Linked DNA regions of Mus musculus: regions 2 and 3 are each linked to region 1. The links are chromatin contacts, called in public promoter capture Hi-C maps. All regions are on one chromosome and are shown on one strand. The core of a region is the stretch at or near the end of the contact, and the rest is flanking DNA. Distances in the headings are between cores, read along the strand shown.

What was found. Promoter capture Hi-C pulls out the DNA fragments that hold promoters and counts their contacts.
Region 2: a contact with region 1 is called in a promoter capture Hi-C map of hippocampal neurons, with 1.9 times the contacts expected there. The contact joins the enhancer-like site here to the promoter of Sync in region 1. A contact is called at or near these places in 8 of 39 promoter capture datasets (the 3T3-L1 cell line, the C10 cell line, embryonic stem cells and 3 more), 2 of 484 Hi-C or Micro-C datasets (Th1 cells and brown adipocytes) and 1 of 115 datasets of contacts at active chromatin or transcription factors (embryonic stem cells).
Region 3: a contact with region 1 is called in a promoter capture Hi-C map of the C10 cell line. The contact joins the promoter of Fam167b here to the promoter of Sync in region 1. A contact is called at or near these places in 3 of 39 promoter capture datasets (the C10 cell line, pre-B cells and second pharyngeal arch cranial neural crest), 1 of 115 datasets of contacts at active chromatin or transcription factors (pancreatic cancer cells) and 1 of 9 other capture datasets (adipose tissue).

What each region holds. Positions count from the first base shown.
Region 1 is chr4:129,285,545-129,289,408 of GRCm38.p6, forward strand. Sync (syncoilin) reads left to right here and starts at 2,077. Exons shown (of 5, transcript NM_023485.3): 1 at 2,077-2,244. The coding sequence starts at 2,195.
Region 2 is chr4:128,897,374-128,901,237 of GRCm38.p6, forward strand. Trim62 (tripartite motif-containing 62) reads left to right here. Exons shown (of 5, transcript NM_178110.3): 3 at 3,173-3,429. Among named protein-coding and RNA genes, the nearest start is that of Trim62, 15 kb to the left of the region's middle. Within about 2 kb of position 2,273, at least 146 of the 459 cell types and tissues checked have an H3K27ac peak or open chromatin away from gene starts, as enhancers often do. A contact at or near this core is called in hippocampal neurons, where this site is marked.
Region 3 is chr4:129,576,805-129,580,668 of GRCm38.p6, forward strand. It overlaps Fam167b (family with sequence similarity 167, member B), which reads right to left and starts at 1,776. Exons shown (of 2, transcript NM_182783.2): 1 at 1,314-1,776; 2 at 11-491. The coding sequence starts at 1,571. The coding sequence ends at 261.

The DNA.
Region 1 (3,864 bases), core at 827-3,326:
GAGATCTGCTTGCCTCTCCCTCCCTATGCTAGGATTAAAGGCTACCATGTCTGGCTTGAGATTCATTTTTCTTAATTATATGTTTGTATGTCTATGTGTGAGAGTACAGGGGCCTGAGGAGGCAAGAAGTGTGGTGTCCCTCTGGAACTGTAGTTACAGGCCATTGTGAGCTGCCTAGTGTAAGTCCTACAAGCCCTCACCCCTAACCGCTGGACCATCCATCATTCTAGTCCCAGATAAACCCTAGTGTTTCCCACTGTGCTACCTGCGGTGCAAAGGATAAGCAAGGTGATGGAGCAGTGGATATGTGAATCCTATGAGGGGTGCTCCTCTCAGGAGACCACATGGGAGCTGAGCTCTGAGGGACGGCAGAATCTGACATAGACAGCAGCAAGGACAAAGGTCCAAGCTTGAAGGGGTTTCTGGACTTAGTAGGGAATCGGTTTTTCACACTAAGGAGCTTAGTGGGAGCTGCCAGGAGTTAGAGATGTGGCCTTGGGGACATCCCTGCCAGCTCCTGGGCAAGGGGGCTGGGAGGGAAGAGGCAGCCAGCCCCTGTGACTACCACCCTTGCTGCCTGTTGCCTAGCACCTTGGGTAAACAGCAGGCTGGCAGGCCTTGCCCTTGCTCCCTTCCTTCTCTGTGACTGGCAACAGCTGTCCAGCAAGAAGCCCGGAGGTCTGCCAACATCCTCCCCTGGAATATTTCAGGGCTAAGTCAGAAAATGACCAGCTGCCTCCAAATCTCCTCTTCTATAGACCTTACATGGGTATATTGGGTTGCTCTGGGCTTTTGGATTCCTCCCTCTTGCAGTCTACAAAAAGATGCAAAAAACACAGCTCCGGGAGACACTCCCAGAGTGTGCACAGCCACAGCCACCCCTACCCCTCAGCTGCCACACTGGCACATGGCAGCCCAGTCAGGCATACAGTCACACATGGTTATACACCTGCTCCGTAGTCTGCAGCCAGCACCCACTTCCCCTCAGGATGATCACACCTGGCACAATCACCCTGCTCTCACATCATAGAGCTGCACTTCCACACGACCACCCAGGACCAGGACTGGAAGGAAGTCACACTGGGGATACAACCTTAGACCCATCTCTTGCTGCACACACAGAACCTTCGCCAGATGTTCCCAGCTGTGGGCACAAGGATCACAACGCACAAGCTACCCAGTCAACAACACCCGGGCATCAGTCCTCATTCGCCATCCCATAGGATGCTCTAAGATCTGATTAAACGGAGTACAGCCTTCTGGCCCTGGCCGCTAGGTGCACAGCATTCTTCTGCGATTGAATCAAAGCCCTCCTCCCTCCCTGACTCGGGGACTGAGTGGGAAAAAGTATTCAGAGAAAGAATGCCTGGGGCTCAGGTTTGGGAAGGGGTCCAGCAGCTCGTCCTGGGGGGAGGGGGAGGGTGCCTTCAGTGTGGAAGTCTAACTAGGACACCGGAGGGTCGAAGACTTAGGGGTGGGTGCGTGCCTTGAAACACAACAGAAGTGACTGAGCAGGAGCGACAAATCGACCTCTCAGAAGACCCCAAGAAACCTTCCAGGGCGAGGGGAAGAAACCTGAATTAAACAGACTCAACTTTATTGCCTTAAGCCGTTCTTCCTCAGCCGTGGCCCCCAGCTGTCCCCAGACGCATGGGGTGTGGCAGTTAACCACCCCCCCCCCTCTCCAGCAGGCGCCTTGCCCCACCCCCTCATGACAGCTGCAGGCCACCAAGAAGATGACCCGGCTCCAAGCCCTTGCGTGGGTGGGGATCGCAAGGCGCCGACACGAGGGGCGCTGGATCCCTCTGGGTACCCCACCAGTAAATCTTCCTCCCGCCTTCATTGAACTCGGGGGGCAGCTCCCCTGGGACCGAACAGCCCCCTCCTCTCCTCACCATGCAACCAGGGCCAGAAGGAAAGGTGGAGAGATGAAAGGAAGGTTCGCGAAGTGCCGCTGGGCCGCCCCCTCATCCCACCCCACCCCATCCCCTCCCACCCTCTCCCCGCCCCCAGGGCCGCGGGGCCCGCGCCCTCCTCCCGCGGGTAATCGTCCGGCCAAGTGGGCGCGTCCCGCCCGGGCCGCCGGGATCTGGTGTCCGCTGCAGCTGGCAGTGCGGCGGGCGCCGGCACCGGCACAATCGCCGACGGCGTTGGCTATTAATAACACTCCGGGCGAGCCCGGGGTCGCGCAGCCATGGCCAGCCCGGAACCCCTGCGCGGCGGGGACGGCGCCCGGGCCTCGAGGTAGGATCCTCTAGGGCTCGTGTCGCCGCCCAGTAGGACAGGGGGTGCTGGGTGGGCTCCCATCCCCGACCCGCGGCCCTTTTCCCTTGGCTGTGGGTAGTGGTCATGCCCGGGTGTGGCACGGGGCGGAGCCACCGGGGAAGGGAGATGGGAGGCCCTGGCTTGGGGACCTGACACCTCCGGGGGTCTGTGTCACTCCTTCCACAGGCTGAGTGCGATTAATCCTTTCAGGCTAGCAACCTGTCAAAATGTAGTTGGCCTAACTGACTAAAGAGTATAAGTTTTGGGTCTTTTTTTTTTTTTTAAAGTCTTATTTTTCCCGTTTCTTATTCACTTGTTAGCGGGGCTAGGGAGAAACCATTTGAGAATTCACTGCATTTGAGCCACTTGGTGCAGGGTTGGGCACCTGCCAGCTTGAAGTTGAGTCTGTTCGGTCAGCTCTCTCTCCCTGGTGTGGCTCAGGGTGGTGGCCTAGAGAGGCAGTTGTTCTCCTGGCCTAGCACTGGGCCCTGGCTGAGCCCAACAGCTGTCCACACTGGAACTTTACCACTGGGGATTGTGGAGTCATTTTGCCTCAGGTCACATTGTGGCCCAGGGACTTCCCAGTGTATCAAATTATGGGAATACTTCCTGGTAAACCCTGTTGTCACATGAGAAGACAACCCTAAGCTGGGTTCTTAACACATTTTGCCTGTATTCCCTACACACACACTAATAAGCTTGAAGCCAGGCACGAACCTTTGTTTGCATGACATGTAATACACACGTCCAAGTCACAGTCTGATGGACAGCATAAAGGAGTTGCCCAAGTCCTCTGGGACAGAGACAGAGTGGCAGAGGTGTTGAGGTCAGGGACCCCAGCTGGGCCCTGTCCCTCTCTTGCTTGGCCTCCTGTAATCTGCTTCTATGCCAGCTCAGTAGAGAGGCAGTTAGCCGAGGACAACCTCTGGTACCCAGGGTGGTGTGGCAGCCTGTAACTCAGGAGGCCTGGGTTCTATACCACAGACCTGCCACTTGACCTTGGGCACAACTTCCCCTGGAAGTTCAGTTGTTTTCTTCTTGCCTTCCAAGGGCCCCACAAGTAGCCCTGTCCTCAGGACATCCGCTCTCATCCAGTGGACAAACGTACCTGTATAACTTAAAGTCACTCCTCCTGATGATGAAACTGCATTCCATTCAGAATGTCCTGAAGACACAAGTTGGTATTGTTGGGATACGGTACCAAGGAGATGGAGTTGCAGCATGTTTAGACATTTGTTAAGTAAACAGATTTTTTAAAAAAATATTTCTTTTAGCCCTGGCCATCCTGGAAATCACTCTGTAGATCAGGCTGGCCTTTAACTCACTGAAATCCACCTGCTTCTGCCTCCCAAGTGCTGGGATTAAAGACATGCGCCACCACTGCCCAGCAACAGATTACTTTTTTTTTTTTTAAAGATTTATTTATTTATATGTAAGTACACTGTAGCTGTCTTCAGACACTCCAGAAGAGGGCGTCAGATCTCGTTACGGATGGTTGTGAGCCACCATGTGGTTGCTGGGATTTGAACTCTGGACCTTCGGAAGAGCAGTCAGGTGCTCTTACCCACTGAGCCATCTCAGCAGCCCAGATTACTTATT
Region 2 (3,864 bases), core at 1,023-3,522, 390 kb before region 1:
CACACCTGTAACTCAGCCCTAAGGAGGCTAGCACAGGAAGGGGTTGAGTCTCGGGCCAGCCTGGGCTACATGGCAAGACCTTATCTCAAGATGTTGGGGGAACCTGATTCTATCTCTGAGAAGTAGAAGGAAATTCTGTTCCGTGGTCTCTGGTTATAGTGACAGCAAAGAGCCTTTTATCCTAGCACAGGAAGGGGTTGAGTCTCGGGCCAGCCTGGGCTACATGGCAAGACCTTATCTCAAGATGTTGGGGGAACCTGATTCTATCTCTGAGAAGTAGAAGGAAATTCTGTTCCGTGGTCTCTGGTTATAGTGACAGCAAAGAGCCTTTTATCCTTACCCTGAGAGGAGTCCTCATGTCCAGCCTAACAGTGACCCTGTGACCCTGGGTAAAGCATATTCCTGACCCACCTGTCCAGACAGTGGGAACTCCGACCAGTTCAATCTAGGACATCGGGTCTGGAAGCAGAGTTTCACATACTCGGGAACTCTGGGAAATGACTTTAGGCTGACCCTGCTCTTCAAGATCAAAAGTGGTGCAGCTGGAACAGAGCCTTGGGGGTCCCCTGGCCTGGAGAAGCCATTGGTCACTGGTAACCTCCACCTGGAAATCAGCGGTGGCCACCACCCCACAGTGTGGTCTTGGGAGGGTCATGACAGACATTCAGGACATTCCAGAGGGCCTCTGAGCAGGGCCCCTCAGTGGGAGAGAGATGAGAGACTGCCACGGGGTTGCGACCTCAGTGTTTCTCCTCTTAGTTTCTCTGTCCAGCAACTCCACACTGCTCCCGTGAGGAGAAACAGATGGGAACCTGTTTGAATGGGCCTGTTCTCCCCTAAGGCGGCTTCCCTTGTTCACCCCTCTTCTCCCCCCCCCCCCCCACATTCCTTCTCCTCCACTGACCTCCTGCCCGCCTTTCCTGTCCATCTGTGTGCTGCTGGGGCCCCACCCCCTTCACTTTCCCCAGCCTGGCTTCCTGTCTGGACCCGGTATATTTATATAAGAAATGCTGATGGAAGTTTTGAGGCTATATTTCACCTGGTGTCTGACTGGCTTCGATGCCGCACCTGCCTGCCCTCCAATGGCCTCGCCTGGGGGAGCCTGTCTGCTCTCCCTCCTCCAACCATGTTTTCCTTGGTAGGCTCTGAGATGACATGTTTTTGGCCGAGTGTTTCTGAAAGGGCCACAGCCACCCCAGACCCAGTGTGTGTGTGGGAATGTGGTAACCTAGACTGCCTTCCCCACCAAGGAACTGAATGACAGCCCAAGTTCAATCCCGGGGACCCCCCAAGTTGAAAGTAGACATGAGAACTCAATACCTGCCCCCCAGACCTAGCACAGTGCCTGATCTATAGTGACTAATTGTCAAGCAAATTGAGTTTAAAAAAAAAAACCTAACAATAATAATAAAGTAGGAAAACGTAACCCCAACGAGGAAATTTCAGCCCGGAGAGACTGGACAGACAGCCAGAGCCCCCAGCCCCTCCTGCAGCTTGTTTTAGTGGCAAGATGTATGACACTGTGAAGAGTTTGGAGGACCCCATAGGGTTGTGTGCAGCACTCCTGGACTGACGCTCTGATATGCCACTTCCTCATCCCCTTTCTGCTTCCATCCTCTTTCTCCATCCGTCCTCTCTTCTCCTGGGGATGCTGGATTCATAGAAAGGAAACGTAGTCTGCCCCAGCTTTGTGGTGCGATCTTAAGCAAGTCCCTTCACCCCTGTCCCCTCCATCCCTGACCTCCAGCCTGTGCCAGCCCTGGGGTTGCACACAGACAAGGGAACATGACATTTCAACCTAGGAAGGGCTTGTGCAAGGACTAGAGGGACAGATTGTGGGAGAGACAGCAGAGAAGAATGCTGGCCTGTCTAACACCTGAAAAAAAAATGAAGCAAAGTCTCTGGGGAGGCGGGGAGCTCTCCCCCCCACTAGGTCTTGGGGAGACACAGAAACAGAGACTAACCCAGACAGACAGGGTAGCCCTGGAAGACTGCTCCAGAGGGTACAGGGAGGTGGAGCCCATCCCCCCCTGATGTGGCTGCTTCACCCTCTCTGGGTGAGAGACTCCAGGAGGCCTCTGGCAGCCCAGTGCCTGCATCCCCAGCTCCTCAGTCGACTCCTTCTTTGTCTTCCTGGCGTGTTGGGTGGGCATGCGCAGGGAGGCTGGCTCACCGCCAGGAGTTCTTCTCGCAGGCCGGCAGCCACCACAGGAAAGAACAGGCCCTAATTGAGCCTTTCTGGAGCCTCCCACAGAGCCCCAGGCACTGAGCACAGTGGGGTCTCTGACTCTGTGAACTGCCAGCCAGAGGCCCACAAAAGTGAAATTGCAGAGGCAGGCCCCACATGGTGGCTACATCCTGTGTCGCCTGAGTGTCAGTGTTCCTCAAGCTGCCCCCTCTGCCTGCCCACCCCCATCCCAAGAGCCTGATCAGAAGCTATCTCTCCATGGGTATGCCTATTACAAACCACATCAGCTTTCTTTCTGCACAGGGCCCATCTGATAAACATCTCCACCACTCCCCTGCAATGAGGCTTGTGTAACCCCTCATAGAGAGGGAGACTGAGTAAAACCAAGCTTAGGTAGTTGAGCCCACTACAGCTAGAGACCCAGTCACTCCTGTGCGTCCTCTTGGGCCTAAGAGAGTGTCTCTGTGTTCAGACCTCCCTTGACAGTGTGGCCTTGTTCCCACAGCAAAGGTCTTGGGGGGAGCTGTATGGGCAAATAACTACCAAGATTTGTCCATCCTGTGCCTGTTTATGAGTGTCACTGACCGCAAGATCCCCTTTGTCATCCTTTAGAACCTATAGATGCGTTGTTTAAATGGCAGACCACTAAGTCTGGGGTTGGACACGTAGGCATCCCCTACCTAGCTTTCCCATCCCTCCTTCCTTCATGCCAAGCGTCTGGGCCGTACCACCCACTCATGTCCTTCACAGCCTCGGTGGCCCCACTGTGCCTTTGATGGACCCCCATGGAACAATGAGATGAGCCCTTTCGCCCTGTGCAGGTCCCATCTCACTCCCTTGCTTATCACCTGTGTGCCGTCCCCTGCCCAGCAAGCCTCCCCTCCCCCATCTTTGTGTCAAGGCTCCCCCTCCCACTGGCCACTGGACACACGTAGACTTTCCCACAACCCCTGACAGTTGCTTCCTTGCCCCCTGCCCCCACAGTCCTCTACCAAGAGCCTGCGGACCACCATCGGGGAAGCCTTTGAGCGGCTGCACCGGCTACTTCGAGAGCGACAGAAGGCCATGCTGGAGGAACTGGAGGCCGACACAGCCCGCACACTGACGGACATTGAGCAGAAGGTCCAGCGTTACAGCCAGCAACTACGAAAGGTGCAAGAGGGGGCCCAGATCCTGCAGGAGCGGCTGGCAGAGACTGACCGCCACACCTTCCTTGCAGGAGTGGCCTCCCTGTCTGAGAGGTAAGTGCCACCTACCTGCAGTCTTCCTCAAGTGTCTCTCCCAACCTAACCAAGGCAGTGAGGGGGTTCTGGGAGATGGGACTGTCAGCAGATTAATCATATTATCACCATTGTTTATAGGAATCTGGTATAAATGTATTGGAGCCAGACCTAAAGGTCTTCCATATTCGTATTATTCTGTGTATAATATATTCTGAGCTGGGCGTGGTGACTGACACCTGTAATCACAACACTGATAATGTAAAGGCAAGAGGTTTGTCACAAGTTTGAGGCCAGCCTGGGCTATGTAGTGAGTTCCAGCCTGGGGTACATAGTGAAATCTTATCTCAGAATAATATATGCATATATATTCTGTCTGTATTATAACAGCATAAGCAATATTTGATGATGTTATAGTTATTTAACACACTTTTGTATTATTTTATGCTATTTCGT
Region 3 (3,864 bases), core at 526-3,025, 290 kb after region 1:
TGACACAGGATGAATATACAACAACATTTATTTAGGCTCTGTGACAGTCTACAGAAACCTTGATGGGATTCAATGCATTTTTTATTAAGACATTTGGGGCCCGAGTTTCCTCTCCTCCTCCCCTCCATCCTGTGCTCTCTAAATTCAGCTTTTGGAAACCTAAGTGTGCCCACCTTCCCCAGCAGGTAGCCAGAGCCTCCGGGGTCCCTCTTCCTTCCTTCTTTCTCCCCAGATACTGCAAGAGACACCCAAGTCTGCTGTCAGCAGAGGGTGAAGCGTCTGGCACTGATGTTCATGCGCGTGAGTCCCAGATGCCGCAGCGGTGGGGCCAGAGGCAAGCCAGTCCCAGACTCTAACTCCATCTCCAGCTCAGCCTCATCCAGAAGCTCCTGGTGCAGGTGACAGACTTGGTCCACTTTCAGTCTGTGCAGCCGGGCCCGCAGCCTGAGCAGCTGCCCTGCCAGCTGCCGGTCCTGAGCCCGCATCTCCTGCTGTGACCAAAAGGGGGCGTAAATTTGCTAGATTAGCCTCCGGGCTCACCAGCCCAGCCGCCGGTCCATTTCTGGGAATACTCTTTGCATAGTCCAGCTCGCAATCCCCTTCTCACCTAACTTCATCCGCCTCGGTCTCGCAGATCTTTTTCCGGATGGGTGATTCTCAAGCCAAGCCAAGGAACCGTTAGTATGCAAATATAGACGTCTGGTACGCCATCACAAATTAACTGTGATGACCCGTTGAGCTGAACTGGACATCCTTATGTTTGCACATGGTGGGCTGACAGCTAATATTCAACTCTGCCCTCCTCAGATTATAACTGACAGCAGGGTCGGTTTCTGCTTTTTACTTGACTGTCTCTTCTCTTTAGGGCAGTGGTTCTCAGCCTTCCTAATGCTGGGACCCGTTAATACAGCTCATTTCCTCATGCTGTGATGACTCCCAAGCATAAAATTATTTTCATTGCTACTTTGTAACCGTAATCTTGCCACTGCTACGACTTTTAAATAATTTTAAATATAAATATCTGATATACTGGATATCTGATATGCAACCTGTCTAAAAGTGCTTTTGGATGCCCAAAGGGGTCGAGACCCACAGATTGAGAACCTGTGCTCTACGGTCTACTTCTCCAGATTTGGCTCTGCAAATAAGATAGCGAGCAACTGAATTCCTGGTTCCGTTGTCCTAGGGCACAGCACTGAGGAACTACTGTGGACATTGGTTTGTTCTCATCTCCTTCCAACCTCACAGATTTGGGCCTTTAGAGGGACTGGCTCAAAGACCCCATGCAAGTCCATCTAACCCACCAGACTCACCAGCTCCCGTCTGAGCCACTCAAGCGCAGAATCCATGGAGTCAAAGCCACAGATGGCCCCGGGTCCGACTGGCTCAGGTCTAGCTTGGGCTCTGTACCAAGCCCGGCTCTGGACTCTGGCAGTCCACTCGAGGTATGAGGGCCGTCGGGTCTGCAGTTGAAGCTTGGCAGTCAGGGCCTTCAGAGAATCTAAGCTCTCTTCCTCATCCTCCTCACCCTTCTCTCCCACTGCCTGGAATTTCAGCGGCCCTAGGGACATGGTAGGTCTGTGGTGACCAACGGGACAGTAAGGGAAAGGCTGGCTATTTGGCCGTGTGAGAAGTGAAAGAAGATGAGGTTGAAAAGAATGTGCCAAGAGTGTGTGCTGAATTGAGAAGGTGGGTGAGGGACGCTAAGTGTGCCAGGCTGAGTGAGCAGATGGGTATGTGAGGCTAAGTGTGCAAGAGATGGAATTTTCCTGGTTTGCTAACTAGGGGCCACGTGATGCCCATCCGGGTGGGGGCAGGAGGAGCCCTTCAGATGAATTTTATTGTCTTTGCCCAGATTCAGGTTCCTGGTTCCCAGAAAGGAAGTTGCAGCAGGATAAGAAAAGCATCGTCCACAGCCGGCTTGGCCCTCCTCCCAAGACCCAAGTCAGAGGAGTCAAGGGGAAGAGACAGCTGACTGGCTGGTGCTCTTTCCTCTTTACAGAGCTAGCCCTTCTGCAAGGCAATAGGGTCCAGCTGCCTAGCCTGGGAGTCAGGAGCCCTGGGCCCTGGTGCTACTTTGAGGGGACTTTAGGTAGCTCAGTCACTTCTTGAGCCTCTGTTGTGACAGGTCGGTGACACCAAGTCTTACTCCAACGGCCCTTAGGTTCTGTTGGCAATCACTGAAAAAGCTCTGACTGAAGGAGTTCATCTCATCTCTAATGATGGCCGGCCTAGAACAATGTGCAGGCTTACTATGTAGACCTATGTAGACCAGGATAAGCTTCAACAGAAATTTGCCTCTGCCTCTTTCTCTTCCTCTCTCCTCTTTTCTTTTCTGTTTTCTTTTTTTGAGAGAAGGTTTCTCTTTGTAGCTTTGGCTGGCTTGGAACTTGCTCTGTGGGCCAAGCTGGCTTCAAACTCACAGAGATCCGCCTGCCTCTGCTTCCTGAGTGCTGAGATTAAAGGTGTGTGCCACCACCACCCAGATGTTTCTCAGGTGTCTCTAAACCTCTGTATTGCTCTCAGCAACAAGAGCAGGGCTGGGATTCCGCTCAGTAGTAAAACCTTTCCTAGTGTGCTCAAGGGTTAGGGTTTGCACCAGCAATTAGGGAGAGAGTGGAGGGGTAGGGAAAGAGAGAGAGAGAGAGAGAGAGAGGGAGAGAGAGAGAGAGGAAGAAGGAGAAGAGCGGGGGGGGGGGATAGGGGACTTTCAGGATAGCATTTGAAATGTAAATGAAGAAAATATCTAATAAAAAATTGAAAGCCAGGCGTGGTGGCACACGCCTTTAGTCCCAGCACTAAAGGAGGCTGAGGCAGGTGGATTTCTGAGTTCAAGGCCAGCCTGGTCTACAAAGTGAGTTCCAGGACAGCCAGGGCTATGCAGAGAAATCCTGTCTTAAAAAAAAAAAAAGAAAAGAAAGAAGGAGAAGAGGAGGAAGAGGAGAAGGGGGAGGAGGGAGAGGAGGGAGAGGGGGAGGGGGAGGGGGAGGAGGAGAGAAGGAGAAGAGAAATAGAGCCAGCAGAGGAGCAGTGGCAGCCCAAGTGGAGTTTGCATTCTCTCCAGTGCTCCTTGACTCACAGGGGAGACAAAAAGCAACCAACCCAAAACCTAACGGGACCCAAGTGTGGTGACACAGCTGAAGTTTCTTCCAGGCAAACTTAAAGTCAGCCTGGAATACAGGAGACCATGACTCAAAAACAAAACAAACCAAGGAAGAGGAGGAGGGGGAGAAAGAGGAAAGGGAAGAAGAGAAGGAAGGGGAGGAAGCAGAGGAGGAGACAAAAACAGAAACGTACACATCTAAATATGTAGTTTGGTAAATTCTCCTGAATAGCCAATGAAACAGCACTAAGGTCAAATAGTGCTTCTCCATAAGGGGGTGCGGCCTGGATTGCCTCCTCTGCGGGATAGCAGTCTTTTGTTTCCAAGTGTGTGTGTGTGTGTGTATGTGTGTGTGTGTGTGTGTGTGTGTGTGTGTGTGTGTGTGTGTGTGTGTGTGTGTGCACGCGCGCTTGAGATCACAATTCTTTTCTCTTTTTAGGCAGAGTCTCACCCTGAGCTGACCCGGAACTTATCCTGTAGCACAAACTGGCTTCAACTTCACCCACCCCGCCTAGCACCACTTTCTACTTCCTGTCTTCCTCCCACCTACGGCAATGCAGGGGCAAACCCAGGGCAGAGCATGCTCAGAAGGGTCTTACTGACTGGCTCCCCCAGCCCTACTCTCTGTTCTGGCAGCATAAGCGAACTTTGCCGTTTTGTATATTTTCCAGTGTTCCTCCATCTCTGGCATGTGTTCAGAGTCACCTGGAAAGCCTGCTAAAACAGATGGCTTCCCCTGCCACCAGTTTCAGATTCGGTAT